2 separate regions of the Mus musculus genome follow, and region 2 is linked to region 1. A link is a contact called in public HiChIP or PLAC-seq data. All regions are on one chromosome and are shown on one strand. The core of a region is the stretch at or near the end of the contact, and the rest is flanking DNA. Distances in the headings are between cores, read along the strand shown.

Evidence for each region. HiChIP or PLAC-seq counts read pairs in DNA pulled down with a chosen protein or histone mark.
Region 2: a contact with region 1 is called in an H3K27ac HiChIP or PLAC-seq map of trophoblast stem cells, with 9 times the contacts expected there. The contact joins the enhancer-like site here to the promoter of Slc24a3 in region 1. A contact is called at or near these places in 11 of 39 promoter capture datasets (the 3T3-L1 cell line, 3T3-L1-derived adipocytes, the HPC-7 cell line and 7 more), 3 of 15 datasets of contacts at CTCF or cohesin (embryonic stem cells, pro-B cells and stem cell-derived epiblast-like cells), 46 of 484 Hi-C or Micro-C datasets (the AtT-20 cell line, the C2C12 cell line, ECoMG myeloid progenitors and 28 more), 15 of 115 datasets of contacts at active chromatin or transcription factors (SST interneurons, craniofacial prominence, embryonic hindbrain and 8 more) and 2 of 9 other capture datasets (adipose tissue and liver).

Annotation. Positions count from the first base shown.
Region 1 is chr2:145,164,454-145,171,614 of GRCm38.p6, forward strand. It overlaps Slc24a3 (solute carrier family 24 (sodium/potassium/calcium exchanger), member 3), which reads left to right and starts at 3,322. Exons shown (of 17, transcript NM_001356497.1): 1 at 3,322-3,744. The coding sequence starts at 3,606.
Region 2 is chr2:145,455,214-145,462,623 of GRCm38.p6, forward strand. All of the region lies in intron 3 of Slc24a3 (solute carrier family 24 (sodium/potassium/calcium exchanger), member 3), which reads left to right. Among named protein-coding and RNA genes, the nearest start is that of Gm14092, 96 kb to the right of the region's middle. Within about 2 kb of position 2,403, at least 2 of the 459 cell types and tissues checked have an H3K27ac peak or open chromatin away from gene starts, as enhancers often do. A contact at or near this core is called in neural tube, where this site is marked.

The DNA.
Region 1 (7,161 bases), core at 2,072-4,571:
CCCAAGAGCCAGAGAAGATTCTACATCCAAGATCTGTCCCAGGAAGACTTCCTTTCCCTCCTTTCTCCTTCTAGCCACAATGGTTCATTGTGCTAAAATGTTCCCCACGGACAGCTAGCTATCTTCACTTGCTTGAAAGATTGTTCTGTGTTACCGAGTGGCATGGCAGGGAATCACTTCATCGGGTAGGAGGCTACTTTTATTCCCTCCTCCTCTGCCCCTTTCTTCAAAACCCTGGCTTGTCTGTTTGACACAACTGGCAACTGTTTGGTGTTATGGAGACACAACCTTGCTTTGTTGTGGAGACTGCCCTGTCAGGTCTGGGCACTGTGGGTGAGGGGAGATCAGAGAGTTGGAAAGACTGCAGGGATGCCCAAAGATATGCCTTGTCTTGACACAGGGGAGGTCCCACCCACCGGCTGATGAAAGATAACAAGTCAGTGTTATCACAGGAGGGAGGGGCTGTTGTTTGTCACTGTTGTTCATCGTGCTTCATTTGAGATAGTTTCACTATGTAACTAGGGTGACCTGGAACTATGTTTATAGCCCAGACAGACTTCAGATTTGCCACCCTTTTGTCTCAATCTCTCAGGAGCTGGGATCACAGACATGTATCCATACACTCAGTTTCCTGGGAAGGCTTTTGATTTTTGTTGTTGTTGGTAGTGCAATGGCAGGGCTGTGAAAGCAATAGAGTTGTTTCTATTTCCTACATGAACTCTGCACACAACTACCAAGTGAAGTGCTTATGGAAGTAAAAGCTCGGGCGGGGAGGGCAAGCCCTGCCTCCAGCCAACATGGAGACTCTATAAACACACCTGCTTCATTCTTGGAAGGGGAAAGAGCCCAGTGCCCCCAAGGGTCAAGCTCTGTTCTCCAAGCAAGCTCCTTCTAGGATAGAACTGTTGGTGTGGGATTTTCATCTTGAGCACACACTAGCTGTGAGACCAAGTGTGAAACTGACTAGGGAATAAAAGGCAGCAGCCATGTTGGAATTCGTGAACTTCCTGATACTGAAAGATCATAACCACGTTCTTCATTCTGGGTCCTGCTTCTTTCAAACATCTGTCTCCCAAACACAGAGTCAGACAGATAACATAAAAAAATAAATGGATAAATAAATAAATAAATAACAAACATCAAGGCTGTCTCCCCTCCTCTTTGGTTTTGATAGGGCACCAAGAGATTGCTCTATTCTATACTTACCTGATGGTAGGGATGGAGAAAGAGATAAAGGACCGCCCTGATCCCTGCAGAGATGCCTTCACCATAGGAATTAGTGAGCCTGTCTGAGCTAAGGTACTACTGTCAGGAGGGCATCAGAGATCCCCACCTTCTGCTCCCAGTGATGTCTGGCAGCTTCCAGAAGCTATCGATCTTGCTGGTGCTTTATCTCATTATCCCCTCTTACTCGGAGATTTCTCAAAACAAATATCAACTAGCAGAGTCCTTTCTTTGGGGCATGGGAGTCTACCCTGTCTTCCCGAGAATCATCAGTTTCTAGTCTTCCCTATTGTCCTCCCGTTTCCTTACACACATGCTCACCAACCCCCAGATCACACATTTCCTTCTGTCTATGATAGTTTCTACCCCACGATGAGTTAGTGTTCATTCCCCGACTCAGCATTTTCCAGATCCCCATCTCCCACCCACCTCCCTGCCTTCCACTAGAGACACTATATGAGTGTCTTTCCTAACAAGTCGAGATTACTCTGAATTCCTCAAGGGTCACCACTATCAAGAAGGCTTGATAGTGGTGACAGAATTGGAGAATTCTCCATGATGCTCCAATCTGGATGAACTTGAAGAGTTTGCGTTCCTCCTTTGTTACCTGGTGACCTAAGCAAAGACTCACCTAGCCATTGCAGGGAAGGTGCTCTGGATATGGGGCAGCCAACATAGGAGTGGGAGGGAATAAACACATGGAAAGCAAATTCTGCTCTTCAGCAGAAAACAAACCACCTGTGATCACTTTCCATGTCTCCAGATGTTGTCAGGGGACATCTGACACTATATGGGATGGAAGGTCACTCACAGTTGATCCTGTGGGTCCCTTGTGACCTGGGCAGGGAGAAGTCTCTATGGAGTTTCCCCACTTCCTCCCAACTCCCGAGGGCTAGATTGCTCAGGCCCAAGAGCCATCCAAACATATATCTGATTTCTAGGACCATCCTTTTGGAATAAGACTTAAGTTTAACCACCACTTGGAAACACATCTCTTCTTCCCTTCCTCTGGGGTCGTGTGTCTTCCATCCTGCAGGCAGGTACCTGGGATGAGGCTAGGGAAGTCCAAGCCCCTGGGAGTGAACCCCTGGGATCACTAGGTGCCCTTTTCAATGGTACTGCAGATAGGGGTGGGGATGTCAGCCTCTACATCTTTAATAGGCAGGGGCAGAAGAACTCGAATTAGGGAGTTGGGGCCTAGGGCTCTAATCTTGGGGGAGGGGTGGACTGATTGTCCTTGTAGAAGGCCAAGAGTCTCCCTCCTAGGGAACTTACTAGGGCCCCCTCAGGTTCAGCCACACACTGGACTTGCTTCAGCTCCTCAGAGAGCGAAATGTGAACCCTAGCCAGAGGGGGAAGCCAGGACAACCCTAATAAGCCAAACCCCCCCAGGAGGCCAGTTTCAGGACTTGAGCCTGGCTCACCGGGATCCCCACCAGGGGGCAGAGGGGAACCCCTGAGGCCAGCGGCAGGAGGCAGGACCAGTGGCTAGGAATTGGCCACCTAGCACACTCTAGACGCTCTAGCTTAAGGCAACGGATGGAAGAGGGCCAAGGAAATCCTTCTTTTCTCTGAAAGTTTCAGGCCAGTCCTCCTTGGTGGAGATCTGTCTATCCACATCCCGCCTAGCGGGCCTCCCCCACCGCACCGCCTCTTTCTCTGGGCACCAAAGGGTTGAAGGGCTGTGCACCGGGCTCCCTCCACAGCCCAGTCTCCTCCCTGCGCCCCCTCCCCGCGGTGCTGGCCAGCGACTCATAGCATCCCGGGCGCTGTCCCCCTCCCGTGCGCAGCCCCCCTGCCGCCGACCCACCGTGGGGTACGGGAAGCTGCGCTCACTCTAGCTGTTGGCGCGCTCCGGCCGCCGCTCGGCTCCGAGTCCCCCACCCACCCACCCCCGCGTGGACACTGGAGTGCGACCCCGAGCTGCACTCCCGCAGCCTGAGGTCAGGGCCTGCTTCGGGTGGCCAGCGGCCGGCCCTCCTCTCGCCGGTCCTTCCCCGCTCCTCCTCCACCGCCCCCGCCGCCCCCGCCTCCCGGCCGCCCCCGCCGCCGCCGCCCCAGGCCGAACGCGGGCGCGGAGCGTGGGAGCCATGGCGCGCGAGCAGGAGAGGGACCCCGAGCGCAGGGAGGCGGCGGTGCGGGCGAGCGGCGAGGAGGAGGAGGCGGCGGGGGAGGAGGGACTGAGCGATAGCGACGAGGGCGACGGCGTGGAGACCGGCAGCGGCCGGGAGGAGGGAAAGCAGGAGGCGGCGGCCGGGTGGGAACGCAGCGAGGACGCGCGGCTGCTGCGCGCAGGGCTGCCTCCTGCCGCCGTCCCCGCCGCGGCCGCCCGCGACCCGAGCGGACGCCGCCCGCCAGGGACGCCGCCCGGCTGTCCGAGGATGCCGCCGCCGGGCGACCAGGACTGCGCGCGCCGCCGCAGCCGCCGCCGGCGGAGGGACCTTCTGCTGAGCCAGCTTTGCTTCCTGGCCTCGGTGGCGCTGCTGCTCTGGTCGCTGTCGAGCCTGCGAGAGCAGAAGGGTGAGTGCTCGCCGCCTGCCCCGAGTGGGCGCTGCGGCTCCAGCAGTTCGGGCTCTCGGGGCTCGGTGCCCGGCGAGCTGCGCTGGGTCCAGCCACACCGAACAGGCACGGGGACACTCCGGTCTCTTGCGGGGCTAGGGAGGAAGGGGTCTGGGCTCTAGGACTGCAGCGGTGGAGGAGTGACCCCTTGGGCACCAAGAAGACCTTTTCCTCTTGCCTTCTGCCCCTTTCCCACAGCCTGGCTGGTAGTGGCGGCGGTGACAGGGAGGGACCCTTTCACTACCAAGGCTAGTAATAAAGTTGTTCTGACAGCAATCAGTACCTGTGCAGGTAACCAACCACCTGTACTCCTGGCTTACTGAGGGAATGCAGGGTAGGCTGACCAGCTCACAGCCGGTTCTCCACGTGTTCTCCACACAGAACAGGTGGGGTGGGCAGTGGAGAATGCTCCTTGCCATCTTTGCGATCCAAGAACAGGTGCTGGGAACTTACTTCCGTTAGGAGAAAGTGATAGCTACCAGTCAGGGTTTAGGAATGGGCATGCTCCCTTAAAGGGTTGCTCAGCAGGAACACATGGATTCATTTCTCAAGGCTGGCTTGCTTCCTTTCACCGACTTGATGCTGGGGGCGGACCACTCTATGCTGCCCACTTTTTCCTTGGTGCTTTGGCTGGTGGTGCATACACACGTGTACACACTTGTACACACACACACACACACACACACACACACGATAGTTTGGTTTTATCTTTGCCCTTGGCTTTTTTTGGAGCTAAAATAGACATTGGGGAGAAATGTGCTCAAAACAGTTGTCCATTGGAAACAATTTGGACTCTGGGGTGCAGCTGTGTAAGAAAAAGAAACAAAACAACCTCACAGAAAGGAAAGACTTGAAAGAATAACGGTCGTAAAATGATTTCTTATCCTGGCTTTTCGAATATCAGGGTTTGTGGGGAAGCAGACAAATAAATGATTGTGGGGTAAAACAGTTACAGCTATGTGCTGTACTGTTAAGATAGGCACAGTTCTAATACGTGGTGCTTTGAAGCACACAATAAAAGCATTTTGATAGCGATGGTGACATTTTAAAAGGTGCCATCAATCAAGAAAGGGTTTTCCCTCACCATGGCTGGTGTGGTGCCTCATGGTGAAACTCAGGGGTCATTCTGAACTTAGCAGATCTCTCTACGGACTTCATCATATATGGTAATAGGAGAGAAGCGGGCCTGGTCTTCAGCAAAACCCTTAGACTCCATGACTCTCTCTATTGCTTTTGAATCTCTGATTTTCTGGCCCTGGGTACTGACATGAGGGAGGTGGGCTGTACTATTTGAATGAAGTGAGACTTTTTTCCAAGGGAAGATTCAGACCTGCTAAGTAGTATGCACTGACTGTCCCGAAGAGGGTGAGTGGAAGCCAGCAGATAGTTTATGCTTCCGTTGGCAAGAGTTATTCCAAATCACTTGGTGGCCGTTTCTCTACAGGTTGGAGCCTGTGAGTAACAGGCTTCCCAGCACTTTGCAGGGCATAAAAGACATTTGTCCTGGATGTTGAATGTGATCCATAGGATTAAGTGGATCAATTGCAGGGGTTTCCGTTCCTGCTACCACCAGATGCTGGAATATCTGGGCTGATAAGGCATCACACACTGTGAACTTAGAATCTGATGACTACTCTTCCCTTTTGAGATAGTTTTCCTGACATTTCTCTCCAGGTGTTACTGACTCAGACATCATTCCATAGCATGCCCCCATCTCATTCCTTCTCTTGTTTATCTTTCTCTTCTCTTTCTCACTTCTCTAGCCTGTCTGCTAATGTCCAGTTTATGAACACTTCCATGCATAGCAAGAAGACTTAGTTGGGAAAAACCCAACAATGCTAATGACCTTGCTACGCAGGCTCTGTTTACAGCCCCCACCCCCAACTCTATGACTTGCTAGTCTTAATTCGGTCTCTAGTCACCTTTTCTTGCATTAGATACTGATGTTTTCAATAGGTGAAGCACAGCCGTGTTGGAGCAGCAAGACACAGTCTTCTTTCGAGATAATTTTAAACAGATTATTTACCACATAGAGATCTTCCAATGATATTTTTGCCTAGGGAATTGCCATTTAGTATTATAAACATCAGGGCAGAGACTCTTATCCTGAAATTTGGGGGGGGGGCATTCTACATACTATCCTTGTGTCATTGGCAAAGGGTTCAAAATTCACCTCATTTTAAAGATACTGGGACTCACAAAAGGTGACTGAGTGAAGTCATATAGGAAGTGAGGTGTGGAGGTATAAACCAACCTTAGGTGACCTTTGTTCTCAGCTCTGTTTCTTGCTTCAGGGTGCAAGACTGTGGTGTTCATATGGTCATGGGGGGGGTACCTTCCTAATAACCAAAGGTAATTTTTATGTTTAAAGGCATGTGGTAATTATTAAAGATAACCAGATATCTTCTCAGAGGCTTGTTTCCCATGATTCCCACCCCCACCTTGTTCTTTTTCTTTCTTATAAAAAGGGTGGTTAGTTCTTTTTATAAGAAAGTCCAAATAGAGGTGTATGGCAGTTATGTTACATAATGTCTAACATTTCTAATCATGGAATTTAGGATCTCTTTCTTAATTTCTAAGTAAATCCAGATTTGGTTATATACTAAAAAGTTTGCTTCTGTTTTGCAAAGCTCTGTATTTGGTTAGAAGTATAGAAAAGAATCTATACTGTTTTTGTTTTCTCCTTCTGTGTAGCTAGGACATGAGGATTGTTTAATTTAGGTCAGGAAGAGTTAGTGCTGGAATGAGGAGAATTCTTAATTCTAACTACAACAAAAGCAATAATAATGATAACAACTACAGTTTGGGCATCCCAAGTGCCAGGCCCTGTGCCAAGCACACTTTCTGTGCATTTACCTCGCTGGCAAACACTGTCTTCAGTGCTGAGAGCCTGCAGCAGGGGACACACAAAACCCAGGTGCCCTATTTAGTGGTTGCCAATGAAGATCTCCTTTTTGATCTCTGTGTTCAAAGCCAATTTAAATAAGGTGTTAGATTTGCTAATGAAGTTTTCATTTATTCTTGCAATGAGAACAGATTACTTTTATATGTATTGAGTGGCTTAGAAGTGTTTCACTTTTCTTGATACATGGTCATCTTTCTCCAGGAGTAGGGGTTAAAAAAAAAATCTCACACATACACACAAACACTTTTGTGCGTATCTCTAGGAAGTTCTAAGAGGTGTAACTAAGAAAAAACATATATTTGAACACACACACAAATACATACATCTGTGTGTACACATGTGTGTATGTGTGTGTGTATGACACATGGATATATATTTTATATGTCCATTATTATGGCTATCTAACAAATGAGCTCCAACCTTGACTCCAAACAGCTGTTCACCTTTCCTGCTCATGGATAATTGGCTCAGGA
Region 2 (7,410 bases), core at 1,153-3,652, 290 kb after region 1:
TTTTTTCTCACCTGGCTATGATCACCAACCCACATAAATTTGCCTCTTCTAAGTCAGGTCACCAGCTCTTAATCAAGAAGCTTCCCTCCAGAAGCCTGGGAGATGAAGAGGATGTTTTAGCCCTACCCTACCCTCAGCTTCCTGCCAAATCAAATGAACAGATAGACTGAGCTTCATTCTTGAAGAAGCTGGAAGATGGAGGAGCCACTCAAGGGACTCTTGTCCCAACAAGAATAGCCTTATTCCTATCTTATACTTCCCCTTTTGTTTTGGGGGAAAGGAAACAACTTTGCTCTGGATGGCACTTGCCAAATACATGATGCTCTCAGTTATTTCTGCTGTTTATTTGAGTATCTGAAGGATGGTTTCCTGAAACGTGCTCCTCTGGGCCCAGATAGCTTTTGAGATGACATCAACCAGTAATCAGGGGGCAGAATAGCTGGGGTTGTAGCAGGTGGTAGAGATATCTCCTTTTTAATCCTCTAGTTCCCCTAGCACTTTAAGGGACTTATCAGAGCTCACATGTTTTCCCAAATCTATCATTTTGTTGTCCAGCAGAACTCTGGTGCAAAATCTGTGCTCTCTATGTTAGCCCCTGGCCACACATGGCTACTGAGCCCTCGAAGAATAGTAAATATGAGTGAGGCACTGGGTTTTTGTCTGTTTTACTTAGTTTTAGCTAGTATAAATGTGAAAACCCATATATGGTTAGATGTTACCCTGGACATCCTAAGCGTGAATTCTAATGCAGCATTGAGCCTCCCTTCCCAGGTTTTCTGCTTGACGTGGTAAGGTTAGATCTCTTCCTCACAAATAGGCTCTGCTTTCCTACTTGGTCCTTTCAAGGGAGAGTCATGAGCTTGATCATCCCAGGGGGGAGGGTCCAAAGGAGGTACCACTTAGCCATCAGGTTTACAGAAAACAGCATGTAAGGTACTAGAGAGACAGAAATAGGAGGTAGGAAATGTGTGGTATCAAATATTTAGTGTTTTGGAACATGTACCCTATGTCTCCTAGCACATGGTAGGTATTCTGTGAGGGTTAGCATCTTAGGTCTTCTCTTTTCCCCATGCCCTTTGGAAGGTGATAGAGCCTGTGTGGTATAACCTGTAACAGTGCATCTCCTGCCGTACAACAAGAGCAGGATCCATTCAGGCAAAGCTACTACGCCTATAAATGAAAGGACAGGTGTCAGCAGATCTCTCCACATAGGCCTTTCTTTCAAGCCTAGGCCTCAGAAGCAAGAGGTATTGCCATTTTCAGAGAAAGAGGTTAATTTTTAATTGACAAATAGTAATTAAGGGTATATATCTATGGGGCACTGTATAGTTGTAACACATTATGGAATGATCAAAAACTGGACTAGTTAATATAGCTGTCACTTTACACACTTAAATTCTCCTTGTGTTGAATACTAAAGTACAATTATTTAGGAGTTGTGTTTGTATCTCAGAAGTAAAATGTTTGCTTAGTGTACACAAGGCCCTGACTTCCACCCTCAGTACCACCAGAAGTATAAGTAAGCAAACCCATTTATTCAGCCTTTTAAAATTTTAATCATTATTAACCAAAAAGTACAAAAACACAAAATGGAAGTAGATGCTGTTCTGTAGAAGACCCTAAAGACTCCACCAGAAAACCCTGGAAAGCAGACGAATGAATTCTAAAGTTGCAGCTTACCAAAAATCAACCTGCAAAAAACGAGTAGCTTTTCTACACAGTAGCAACCAGCAATCCCAAAAGAAATGTAGAGCGCAGTTCTGTTTGTAGGACTAACAAACTACTTAGGAATTAATTTAGTCGGAGGGAGTTTTGAAACTGAAGAGAACCTGCGTGGTCTGGACAGAAAGGTTCCAGCCACAACTCACTCTCTGGACAGACATGTTTAGTTAAGGGATTCTGCCCTGGACGAGAAAAATGATTAAAACAGCCTGTGGAATTTGCTGTTTACTCTTGGAAAAGTGTTGAGCAGGGCCTCAATTTGTCAGCGTCAACACAGAGCTAACACTGGTGTCCAGAGGATTAGCGCAGAGGGCAAATTATAGTCCAGTGGCTCTCGTCATTCCCTCCCTCCCCTCCTTGCTCCTGAGTCTTAATTCAGCAGGCCCACTGGGCCTTTGTCTCCCCAGAGGCATGCTGGATGGTCCAGTCCCCAGACTCCCTGAGCTGATGGCAAAGCATGGTGATAAGAGATTGCACTTTCAATGAAGTCCACCTGAGTCTCAGTCCTAGCCTTTCTACTTACCAGCTGGGGATCGAGGACAAACTTTTTATTTGCCTTTGTAGACCCTCAGTTTCCGTGTCTGTCACTGGAGAGAGCTGTGACACTCACCTCCTTTGGCTGTGTTGGAGGGTACTTGCAGGTACCCTCCACAGTCTTACACTGGCTAGAACACGCCCCCTACCTGTAACTTCTAAGTACTGCTAGTTGAGTGTGCTCTCCAGATCACTAATTCCCATCACGTACCCCTGCAACTCTGAGCTTTTTCTGGTACCTAAATCCCAATCTTCTTGAATTCAGGACAGATTCTAAGTAAGTTCCAGAAAATCAGCAGCCCTGGAAGTAGCCCTTTCAAGCGGGCTTTGGTAGTAGATAAATATTTCATTTCCACCATGCCTCCGTTGGACTAAACATGCTACATGCTCTACCTTGTCTCCTCCCATGACCCAGAACAAGCTCTTGCCACCACCCCAATATCTCACGATCAGCCTTTACTATCACCCTCTTTTCCCAGACCAGCTTCCCAGCTCTCCAACTCCTACTTCCTGGGAACCCCACTCTTCTACCTCCCACCCCCACCCTCTACCCCCACCATTCAGTCATATATGTTGGAATTTTAGTGTCCTGCATCTGAGGCTCCAGGCCACTGGGTATGACCTACTATTTTTATGCAAATTACCACCCAACCACCCCCTCAGACCATAGGAAATACAGAAACTGACTATCCCACAATATGTCACTGGGGCTCCCCCTTTGGCTTCTAAGCATCATTAATAAAATAATTAAAAATGGACTCAAAAGGAAACTTGGGGGCAACTTTATTAAAGTTTGAGAGGAAAACACTAGTACAGGCTAGTGCAGGCTAAGCGAAAATTCTAGCAGCTACCAGGAGAGATAGAGAAAAAAGCCATGCCTTTAAAGTTAGCTATGAAATGGAAATAGAGACATCTCGCTAAGGAAAGCGAATGCCCTCCAGAATGGAAGTGGGCTAGTGGCTGAAGAGTGTGCCCCAAAGCCTCTGCTTTTCAGTGTATGGCCTTTCGGTGTTTTGGGGTTTTGTTTAATTTTGATTTGTGTTTTTTAAAACTATCCCCTCCCCTTGGCTCTTTGCTTTGTAATTCATGGACTTCTCTCACCTAGGTGATGCAAAGGTAAAGGGAAGACTTCCAATTCCCCTCTGCAAAGTGGCTTCTTCCATATATTAATCTTGATGTGGCTCTTCCCCAGCCCCACTCCTCTGTAGCTGGAGAAAGGAGTCTGCTGTAAAGTGATTTCTCTCTATGCTTCCACTCAGGTCCTGACCCCAAGGCAATACAAAACAAAAGCACTCAGAGAAGTAAACTTTGAGAGAGATACAGTTTTACCTTCATTTTCTGAGAGCCCAGGTGGAGGCAGGAGAGAGAAAATAAATGTCCCTGTTCACTCATTCTTCTTCTGCACTAAGGAGCCTGCACGACACTGCGATGCCCAACATTTACAAACAAAAAGCAGACACCTGTAGCATGGTAACTCATATCGTCTAACTGCTGTGTTGCTTGGTCTACCTGCTATCCACTGAAATGTTTTATATCTTGTCTACTATTGTTTAGGAAAGAAACTTGATCTCTCTGTCCTCCTGTGATACTGTGGCCAATCCTGACAGAAGTCATGCAATAGTTCTCTGTTGACCCCAGTGTATAGAAGTACTTTTTCCCACAGAAAAAATATGAGCACAAATGCTACACCAACAATGGAATACTTCCATCTGGACTTATATATTTCATCACTTAAAGAATTAGCCTTTAGCAGATATTCAAAAAAGTCACTATGAATAGAATAATCACATTCTGTAACCTATGAGAAAACACCCATGTGTGTTCCATGCTGTGCTCCATAGTTTCTGTTTATTGACAGTAAATTCTTGACTCTTCTGCTCTCTGTAAAACCTCAGTATAAGACCCGTGTTTATAGGCCTTGAGACTTTAACATGCTATCCAGCAGGACCTGTGGTTTTTGTTCTGTCTTTTCTTTACCCACCCCACTGCCCTAGTATGAAACATAGTATAAGTAATGGCTTCTTGTGTGACTTAAAAGAAAATCTGACCACACAGCAAAGAATTTTCTGCACCCACCGGAACCCAAAGGAGAATGTGTTTCAAAGTTCATTTTCCCAGGCATCACTTCTTCTTCCAGATTTACAGGGAAGAAGAGCTCCTACAGCCAAGAGCCCCAAGATGAGGGACCCAGGGCAGGCATGTCCTTGGGGATGGATGGTCTCAGGAAGTATCCTACCAGGAGAAGGCACAGAGTAGTGGCAACCAAGAAAGAGGGTACAGTAAAGTCAGTGTTCCTGAGCAGACCAGCTGGAGGGACATCCCGTTAAAAAGCTGGCATGACAGGAGTTGAAGAGCACCAATCTCATTTGTCCCAAACTGGGTATGAGGGGAATGGAGCACTGATATCCATGTCACCCACCGATTGAAGCTGCCTTACCTCCTTGCATTTCCACTCGGCCCCACAGCTAGGGTAGGTAGGTAGGCTCCAAAGCCCTCATGCAAATGGAGAGTTAATACTGTTGGGATGCTCAGAAACATGGTTGTCCAGGGATAGTGACGGCTGAAGATAAAGCCTGCTACAACATATTTCAGATCTTTGTAAAAGGGCTGTCCAAACAGGAATAGACCCACACCTGTCCCACACCCTGAGTTCAGCCCAGAGAACTTAGGCCAGTGACTTCCTCCAGATCTTCATGACTCCATGTGTCCTAAGTATAGAATCAAGGAATACTCAGATGCAACCGATATGCCCTAGAATCCCTTGAGGGCAGTTGTTTGGGCAGACTCTCGATTTCCACACTGAGGGGTGGAGAAGGAGGAAAAGATGGCATGTCTTTTGTCAAGTGAACAGAGGGGAATCTGCAGCCCCCTAGTTCTGATACAGACACACAGGCGCAGACGAAAGAGCTGTCAACACCCTCTTCAGGTGTGTGATGTGATGTCTTGCTGGCCATCTCCTCCCAGACAGCTTCTCTTCCATTCAGCCCACACATTTCCTCTCCTAATCCATGAGCTGTGAATAGTAAGGATCTCGCCTCATTCTAAAACATCTGTTCCCTTCAGTGCACTTCCTCCAGCCCTTTGTCTTATGTTGTAACTCAGAAAACACCATTTTCTTTTCTACCATCATATGCTGTGAGGATCAGGAGTGCTGTGCTACAAGATTCCTGCCTGACCTTTAACACTGTAGATAGCAGTTTCACATTCCTGGGGATTCCCTGTATAAAGGAATGTCCTTTAGTCTGTTCAATTTCTTTTCTTGAGGAATTAGGAACCACATCCAAAGGAGCTGGTAGGGGGAAGGACATTGGGAGTAACTGCCAACTACCAGTTCTTCCACTGCCATGGGATGGGGCCCAAGATAGGACCCTCTTGTCCATTGTCATGATCAGCATCTGTACCCTTGACTCGGGATGGCACTCTTAGTTGGAGAGATTTCTTTCCCAAGGCTCCCTTGACCACTTCTGAAGCAGTTGCAAATAGACCCCTTGAGTGCATGTTCTTTTATTCTACTAGAAACCACCAAGCATAAATGCTAATTAGGTCCAAAGGTGGCCCTCACTATCAGGCCCATCCTTGCTTCTCCTGACTTATCCTGAGACTCCTGACAGGCTGACTCCCCACTGTGTCCCCTGTGATTCCAGAGGTAATCATGGGATCTGTCTTGTCAGCTACTTCATTAGCATTCTGATTGCTGTTGTTTTATGCACAAAGGTGGAAGCCTGCAGATTCCCCTCCCTTCTAGAGCTTGTTCGAACTGCCTTGCCTTGCTGTGACTATTGGGATTAGGCAGAGGTATATTTTTGGCAGTTAGCCTAGTGCTTCTCAGCGTTCAAAGCTGTAACAGAATCAGCCATTTTGGCTGCTGCTGAGCCCTCCCATCTTCTGCTGGACTCAGAGCCAAGTTTGTTTGATTTCATCACCTTGGTTTTACAGTCTGCTTAGGGAAAGACAACTTACTGTCCTCTAAAAGGGAGGTCAGGAGGATAGTTTTAGGCTTGTTCTTAGAAGACTGTGCAAGTCACATGTAAATACATGTACATCTGTGGTACTGTGATCTTTTCTGTCACACACACAGACAACAATTTTAATGTATGAAAAATAACTCTCTATATGCATGTATGAGGGTATGTGTGTGTGTTTCCCTTGGCAACACAAATAATTTTTCCTGGATCTACAGATCCACGTGGAGTTGGGATATAATCTGAAATGGAGCTGTAAAACTTAAAAGACAAAAATGCTTTTATTCTCCCTGCAAACCTCTATGTTTTAGCCTTGCCATCTCAGCATTGGGTTGCTTGGGCTGGAAACATATAATTGGGTTGATTTCCTCTCTGTTTTCCCACAAACAGTAAGTTCTATGTATCGATCCCATCTCTTTCTCTATTTCTATTGGCCTGGCCCATGTTCAGGCCTCTGCCATCTCTTCTGGGCCACAGTGAGACTGAATAGTTTTTGCCCTTATGTCCATATTTCACAAAGAAATCCCATGCACTTTAAAGCATTCCTAAGAATGAGAACTATGTGGTCTGGTCTGGCTCAGGCCTCCAGCTTCATTTATAGTTCCTTGACCTTCCCTTATCCTGAATCGTTCTCGCTTTGCCCTACCTCAGACACCTGGGCAACATCCACTCCTTTGATTCCCCTTTAACTCTGAGGGACTATTGTGTGCACTTTGTGACATATGACCCAATTCTTGATTTCATGAGAACCGTCAACAGCCAAACACTTAACCTTACTCTTTGCCCTAGTGGCAAAGGCATCCAAATTTTCTATACTAAAAATGGCAAAACAACAACAACAACAGAAAATTCTCTGTGTCCCTTCCTATAGTAAATAGACAAGTCAACTTGGGAAGAAATCTGTTCAGACCAGAAAAAGCCCAGTATGTCTAAGGACATGATGTGCTGTGGCATTCCTCATAAGATATGCAGGCCCTCACCAGAAAGAGTGTCAGGAAGGAAGTAGAAAGCTGTTCTGTGAATATGTTCATATGGGCTTGGTTTAGAGATTGTGTTGGCATGGAGACAGCATGAAAAGAGAAGGAAGAAGTTGTCCTGAACTGTAAGTTGGGAATAGACAGCCGTTGTTTTCCATCTGATCTGTCTATTAACAAAATACAACAAAATTATGTCTGCTGGGCATCCAGGAAAG